2 separate regions of the Sus scrofa genome follow, and region 2 is linked to region 1. A link is a contact called in public promoter capture Hi-C data. All regions are on one chromosome and are shown on one strand. The core of a region is the stretch at or near the end of the contact, and the rest is flanking DNA. Distances in the headings are between cores, read along the strand shown. Region 1 holds the start of LOC100154508 (histone H2A type 1-F-like). Region 2 holds the start of ZNF389 (zinc finger protein 389).

The links. Promoter capture Hi-C pulls out the DNA fragments that hold promoters and counts their contacts.
Region 2: a contact with region 1 is called in a promoter capture Hi-C map of liver, with 4 times the contacts expected there. The contact joins the promoter of ZNF389 here to the promoter of LOC100154508 in region 1. A contact is called at or near these places in 1 of 5 promoter capture datasets (liver) and 2 of 47 Hi-C or Micro-C datasets (embryonic fibroblasts and heart right ventricle).

Annotation. Positions count from the first base shown.
Region 1 is chr7:21,603,992-21,607,884 of Sscrofa11.1, forward strand. LOC100154508 (histone H2A type 1-F-like) reads right to left here and starts at 2,576. Exons shown (of 1, transcript XM_013977504.2): 1 at 2,067-2,576. The coding sequence starts at 2,530. The coding sequence ends at 2,138. It overlaps LOC100525821, which reads right to left. Exons shown (of 4, transcript XM_021099852.1): 3 at 3,264-3,275. LOC100621915 (histone H2B type 1-N) reads left to right here and starts at 2,763. Exons shown (of 2, transcript XM_013977505.2): 1 at 2,763-3,247. The coding sequence starts at 2,845.
Region 2 is chr7:22,005,342-22,009,249 of Sscrofa11.1, forward strand. ZNF389 (zinc finger protein 389) reads left to right here and starts at 2,043. Exons shown (of 2, transcript NM_001145130.1): 1 at 2,043-2,091.

The DNA of each region.
Region 1 (3,893 bases), core at 1,326-3,825:
AGTCTAGAGTCTGCGGAGGTGGAAATCAATGGGAAGAGCAACTTCAGAAATAAAGTTTGAATAATACCTTTGAATTTCAACTATTGTGCCCTGCGTGAACAATCTGGTGTTGCCACAGCTGTGGCATAGGTTGCAATTGTGGCTTGGATTGGATTTCTGGCCCAGGAACTTTCATATGCTGTGAGTCAAGCCATTAGAGAGAGAGAGAGAGAAATTTTTCTTAAATCTTCTAAAATTGAACTTATTATAAAAACAACTTAAAATATAAACTATGGAGTTACAGAAAGTTCTTCAGGATCTAGTTTAAATTAGAGGGAGTTCCTGTTGTGGCTCAGTGGAAATGAATGCGGCTAGGATCCGTGAGGACGGGGGTTTAATTTCTGGCCTTGCTCAGTGGGTATGGGATCTGGTATTGCCTTGAGCTTCGGTGTATGTAGGTCACAGATGTGGCTTGGATCCTGCATTGCTGTGGCTGTGGTGTAGGCTGACAGCTGTAGCTCTGATTGATGCCTCACTTGGGAACTTCCATAGGCCCCAAGTGTGGCCCTAAAAAGCAAAAAAATAAAAATTAAAAAAAATTAAATTAAATTAGAAATGATCTAAATTATCTTGGCAAGATTTTTGGGAAGTTTTTAAATCTCCATTTTTTAAATCCAAGTTTTACTTTTTTTCTAATTATGTATAAAGAAGAACAGCAAGTGCTTTATCCAATGAAATTGGAATAGTCAATTTTTAAAAATTCAGTTATGGTGGAATTATAAACAAACAATGATATATCATATTTGACCATTTTATGTTAAACAAAAAATTTATATTCATTTATCAATTATTTGGCTATAAGTTCTGATTTGATCTATCAAAACCACATCAGTCGGAGTTCCCTTGTGGTGCAATGGGTTAAGGATCCAGGGTTGCCACTGCCAGTTCCATCCCTGCCCAGGAATTTCTGCATGCCAGGACTGTGGTCAAAAGCAAAAAACAAAACAAAACTCAAAATAACCCCCCCCAACCAGTAATTATTAAGGCAGGCATGAGTTTAACAATGTGGTGGTTCTTGTGGGGAATAGAAATAATGCAATAAAGAAAGTGTTAGTAATTGCATCGTCAACATCAATACGAGTAACTACATATTTTATTATAAATTGAAAGAACTTATAGGCCTCCCTTGGAGCTGTACCATTTACTTTACAGTTCTTGATATGAAATATGGTTGTTTAAAATTTAAAAACTCAAAATGCAGCTGGCTTTTAAAGAGGGAAAAAATTGAATAATTAGATTTGGATCTTCCCATATCAAATAATCACAAGTTAGAAAAGGGAAGAAAGGTAATACCTCCTTTTGTGATTGCTTGTGGTCACTTTTATTCCAAGCAGTATTATTTACATGTGATTGCAGTTGAGACATATATAGGAAATTCAAGTATTTCAGAAAACTCAAAACTTATTCCAGTGGACTAGGAATGCTATAGAAACTCGTTCTCATCAAAATTTTTCATAAGGAAAAGTACACATTGACTGATGTGGAGAATTGAAGGCCCTCTCTAGCTAGGGTGACTTGGTGATTGGAGGGAAGGGTGAGAGTGATGATGGGAGAAGGAAGTAAAAAAATTGACATCATAGGACTAAGAACCTGATATGGCAATTTACAATACCCACTTTTCATATTTGTTAAGGCAACCACTTCCAAATGTAGTTTCCATAGTGTCTTTACTTCATCATTTACGTTAAGTTCACTATGAAATGTATTCTCTACCTGAAGCTATTTAAACAAAGAATTTACCTGCCTGGATTACTACTGTATTGCCATTTAGTAAAGTGAGTGGTGCAAAGATTCTACCGATTTAGGAGAATGAGGCTAAGATCACAGGGTGCTAGTTTTTGTCTCAGGACTTTGACTCTGTAGGGGAACTACAGAGATGCGTGAATCTTGCTCTCCTCTAAATTTAATTGAGATTACTGAGGAAAACAGTTTCATGTTTAGGAAAGCAACTAACGTACTAGGGAAAGTCCCTGGCCAAACTTTGCTACCTGAAAAACAGTGCGACTTCAAAAGCACAGCTCCTTTTGTTGCTAAAGTAGGTGGCTCTGAAAAGAGCCTTTGGTTTGGGAAGGTCTGAGTTACAAAGGACACCAAACCTCTACTTGCCCTTAGGCTTGTGGTGGCTCTCAGTTTTCTTGGGCAGTAGTACCGCCTGGATGTTGGGCAGGACGCCGCCCTGAGCGATGGTGACTTTGCCCAGCAACTTGTTGAGCTCCTCGTCGTTGCGGATGGCCAGCTGCAAGTGCCGCGGAATAATGCGCGTCTTCTTGTTGTCGCGGGCCGCGTTGCCCGCCAGCTCCAGGATCTCAGCTGTCAAGTACTCCAGCACAGCAGCCAAATACACTGGCGCGCCGGCGCCAACCCGCTCGGAATAATTTCCTTTGCGGAGCAGACGGTGAACTCTTCCCACTGGGAACTGAAGTCCGGCTCGGGAAGAGCGCGTTTTAGCCTTGGCGCGAGTTTTACCACCTTGCTTACCCCGTCCAGACATGATCAATGAAATAAACACAACCGGTACAATAAGTTGTGGAGCTATACAGTAAGTGCTACCATTTATAGTCTTTACAGGGCGCGAAAATGAAAGTGTGCCATTGGCCAAAGCCGCAGTTTTTCTTAACCCAATGAAATCCTAGCTTTGAAATACACTTATTTTGATTGGTCAAAACTATCAAGTGACGTGTCCACGATTCACCACCAATCATGACTTTGCTCGCTGCCTCCTTTGTATAAGAAGCTGAGAACGGAGCAGACGGTCTCATTCTCTTTCCTTTTACCTTTGGGTTGTTCGCAGATTGATTCCTGACTATGCCTGAGCCCTCCAAGTCCGCTCCGGCCCCAAAGAAGGGCTCCAAGAAGGCGGTGACCAAGGCGCAGAAGAAGGATGGCAAGAAGCGTAAACGCAGCCGCAAGGAGAGCTACTCGGTGTACGTGTACAAGGTGCTGAAGCAGGTCCACCCCGACACCGGCATCTCGTCCAAGGCCATGGGCATCATGAACTCCTTCGTCAACGACATCTTTGAGCGCATTGCCGGCGAGGCCTCGCGGCTGGCGCATTACAACAAGCGCTCGACCATCACGTCCCGGGAGATCCAGACGGCCGTGCGCTGCTGCTGCCCGGGGAGCTGGCCAAGCACGCCGTGTCCGAGGGCACCAAGGCTGTCACCAAGTACACCAGCTCCAAGTGAGCCAGCCTGCAGCGGAGCGACTGGTAAGGCTCGTCCCACATCACAAAGGCTCTTTTCAGAGCCACTCAGTCTTCTAAAGAGACCTGGCACTCACTTTATACAGAGGTTTTTTTTATTTGCTGCAAAGAAGCAATTTCCGCTTTTTTTTTTTGATCTTGTTAGAAGTTACTTCCACTAAGATGTAGGTGGCGCTGCAGCAACGCTCAATATTGTGTTAAATGTTTATGTCGAGAAGGATCAGGTGCATGATAGACAAGTGTAGTAAAGGAAACAAAATAGTTTTTTGTTTGCTTTTTAGGGCCGCATCCTCGTGGTGTGTGGAGCTTCCCAGACTAGGGGTTGAATCAGTTGTAGCCGCTCGCCTACGCCACAGCAACGCAGGATCCTTAACCCACTGAGCGAGGCCAGGGATCGAGCCGTAACGTCATGGTTCCTAGTCGAATTCGTTTTAGCTGTGCCGCGATGGGAATTTCCAAAATACCGTTTCCTAAAACAAAACCCTCTCGCCTTTTAAAATATCACCCTGGCAAAAGCTTTCGTGAACAATCCCTTGAGAGCTCCATCTTTAATTTGAACTTAAACGTACCTGACTAAAGCGCTTGGCACACAGCAGAAAGGTACAATCATTTTTGTTTGTTTGTTTTTTTCCCCATATTTTTCTTTGGCGAG
Region 2 (3,908 bases), core at 793-3,292, 400 kb after region 1:
GTCTTTTGTCTTTTTAGGGCCACACCCATGGCATATGGAGGTTCCCAGGCTGGGGACCAATCAGAGCTGTTGCTGCTGGCCTACGCCAGAGCCACAGCAACGCCAGATCCGAGCCGTGTCTGCGACCTACACCACAGCTCATAGCAATGCCAGATCCTTAACCCACTGAGCAAGGCCAGGGATCCAACCCACAGCCTCATGGTTCCTAGTTGTATTCATTTCTGCTGCGCCAAGACGGGAACTCCTGTTCATCTTTTTCTTACTGATTTGCTCCCTTTATTATATGCTGGACTTCTTCTTGTGATTGTGAAATGGCACAATGCCCTATGGTCCTCCCCCCGCCCCCATGTCCTCTGCCTGCCTTTTGTCTGTAGAATAACTTTAGTCAAAGAATAGGTTTAACCAGAGAAGTGAGAAAACACTCAAAAGGAAAACAAACGAGACCAAATAGTAATAGTTTAGTCATTAAACAAAGTCAAGGGCTTAGTTCCTCCTCAAGGGCTATACATAATATTCTGAGCCATATCCTGTGAGCCAAAACCCGCATCAGGTAGAAGGTCACTGCACGATGACCAGACTGTAGCCTTGACATAAGCCGCCCACAATTCCAATTGGCCTCAAAGAAACGAGGACAAACCAGCCCTGGAACTGAAGACTAACTATTCTTAAACAATCAAGATGATGCTGATCAGACCACCATATGACCAATTTCAAGATGACTGTCAGAGGTGATCATGCTGCTTCTGCCTATGAAAGCTCTTGCCTACTGATTGTCAGTGGAGGGAGTCAGACTTGGTAAAGGAGTAGCCTTCCCTCCCCCATCACCAGCCTCCGAAATAAAGCAAACTTTCCTTTCCACAGATCTTGCCTCTTTATTGGCCTTAGAGTGGTGGAGCAGCCCAACCCTTTCATAACGTTTGCTTCTATTTCCTTTTTTTTTTTTTTTTTTTTTTGTCTTTTTATTTTTTTAAGGGCCTTGCCCACGGGATATGGAAGTTCCCAGGCTAGGCGTTGAATTGGAGCTGCAGCTGCTGGCCAGAGCCACAGCCACAGCCACCACGACTCGGGATCCAAGCCACATCTGTAATCTACACCACAGCTCATGGTAATGCCAGATCATTGACCCACTAAGTGAGGCCAGGGATTGAACCTGCATCCTCATGGATACTAGTTGGGTTCATAACTCACTGAGCCACAATGGGAACTCCCAACATTTGCATCTATTTCTGAACTTTCTATTCTGTATCATTTGTATGTCTATCTCACCTACCAGTACTACACTGTTTAATTATTAAGGCTTTATAATATGTTTAAAATCCTTTAGGACAAGTGCCCCTTCATCTCCCTTCTTTTTCAGTTTGCCCAGGCAGTCTTCAACTCCAAAAATCTACTTATTAAAGATTTGAATTGTTATTTGAATAGCGCTAAATTTACAATTAATATAGGGGAGGTCTCTGGTGGCCCAGTGGTTAGGGACTTGGCTTGTCACTTTTGTGGCCCGGGTTGGATCCCTGGCCTGGGAACTTCCGAATGCTTCAGACTTGGCCAAAAAAAAACAAACAAAGCACAACAAATTAATATGGGGATTACTTTCTGAGACTTAAGCCCTCAGGAGCTATATTTGCTGGTCCCCCTGGAAGGAACTGGACTGTTACAGATCTAGGTTCAAATTTCACCTCTGCTCTTTTATTAGTTGTCCAGCTCAGAAAAGTTATCTGTTTGGTGGCATTCCCCGACGGTTGTGGATGTTCCCAGACCACTGACCAGAGCAACAGCGACAATTCGGGATCCTTAACCTGCTGAGCCACCAGGAAACTCTTCGGGTTTCTTATATATGAGAGGAGGACTGTAACGTCTGCTCTGCAGGATTAAGGGAGGTAAAAAACCTAAAATGCCTTCTGGGTAAATAGAACCCTTTCCTCTCTCCTTTCAGGTCGTCGGCTCACGAACCACCGAACCACCGAGAGGGAAGCCTCCAGGATCCTAGAGCGACCACCAGGTGCCGGGGGGCGGGGTTCCGCGGAAGTCGACCTCTGCAGGCCAGTGCAGGCGTTAAACGGACAGTGAGGTCACGAGATCACAGTTTTCCAGGTAAGTGCTCCCTCGTCTTTTCCCTCGGGTTTGGAGTGAGCGCTGGGGCGAAGAGCCACAGAGGGGGTGACTGCGCGCTGCGGCTCCTTGCCTCATGCCCCTCGATCCGGCGCCCGACCCGTGTCCTCCACCGTCTTCGCCTGCTCCTCCCTTCTCTTTTGCTCCCTTTTTCTTCCCCTTTTCTCCGCCCTCCCCCCTCTTCTGTCCCTTCCTCTGGGCCGTTGCTGTGCTAATATTGCCACCTCCCCAGAGACACCCCCCCCCCGCGCCCCCGAGTTCCCCACCTGCAGCTCAGAGGCTCGGAGGACTCACCGTCTAGCGAGTGACCCCCTTGGCTTTTCCGGCCGGGTCCCGATTTCCCGGCGCGGGAAAGGGAGGGACGGAGAGGGAGATCTTTTCTCTTGTCCCTGGGCCCTTCGCTCTCCTTTGTGTTGTTGTAATCTTGGTAGCTGAGGGACCTTTGGCAACTTTACTTAGATGTTCTTGAAATATTTTCGTTTTGCCTCAAAGAGAAAGTCAGTTTAGCTGAATGTTCTGTTCATGGAAACTCTTCTTTTGGTATCTATATTCCGTTCCGCTTCGCCCCCCATCCTTTTTCTTGAGTTTCAAAGATGAGAGCAAATGTCTTTCGCGTTGATAGCTTTTCTTCGAAATTAAAAATATTAAGGTATCTGATAACAGCTCAGAAAGGTACTTGGTACATAATTGTAGCCTTAAGATATTTTACTCAGGAAAAAAATCATTTATTTTTCTTTGTAGTTTCCTGAAGTTAGTATCAGCAGTTTGGGGCTGGGAGGGGAGTATATTAGGGAAAAGAGGGCGCATTGAGGCAGCTAACCGCAGGAAAGGCTAATTCAAGTGTGAGCAAGCTACAGAACAGAAGGGGTTTGGGTAGGACCAGCTGCTTCCATGGTAACCATGTTCCTGGACTCTAGGCTAGGGTTCATTTGCGTGTGACCTGCGCCCTGAGTGAACCTTTTTCAAACCTGATAGAACAGCATCACTCAGAAATGGTACAATTCCTAAGCCGTGGAGGGTGTAGTGTCCATGACAGTAAACCTGTGCTTGATTTGTGGGGCTTGAAACTGATTTAAGAAAATCAGAGGCTCTACTTGTTTGGGTAAAGAAGTACTGGAAGGAGTTCCCATTGTTGCGCAGCAGCAGCGAATCTGGCTAGTAACCATGAGGTTCTGGGCTTGATCCCTGGCCTGTTAAGGATCAGGCATTGCCGTGAGCTGTGTGTAGGTCACAGACACAGATCAGATCCAGCGTGGCTGTGGCTGTGGCTGTGGCATAGGCTGGTGGATACAGACCCTCCTTCCTACAGGAGGCTTGTGTTAAACTTTGGCGTTTTGTAGTTTTCTGATCCCTAGCCTGGGAACTTTCATATGCCGCAGGTGCAGCTCTAAAAAAAAGAAAAAATACTAGAAAGACGTAAGAAACTAATAAAATCGATTACCTATGGGGGTGGCAAACTCAGAGGGAATCAGGGTGGAAATAAGATCTCTCTGTATCTTTTTAGATCATTTTGACTTTTGAATTGTATATTACCTGTTCAAAAACATAGACAAATTTTTAAATAAAATTTTTATTTTATTTTTATTTTGTCTTTTGCCATTTCTTGGGCCGCTCCCGCGGCATATGGAGGTTCCCAGGCTAGGGGTTGAATCGGAGCTGTAGCTGCCAGCCTACGCCAGAGCCACAGCAACGCGGGATCCGAGCCGCATCTGCAACCTACACCACAGCTCACGCAACGCCGGATCGTTAACCCACTGAGCAAGGGCAGGGACCGAACCGGCAACCTCATGGTTCCTAGT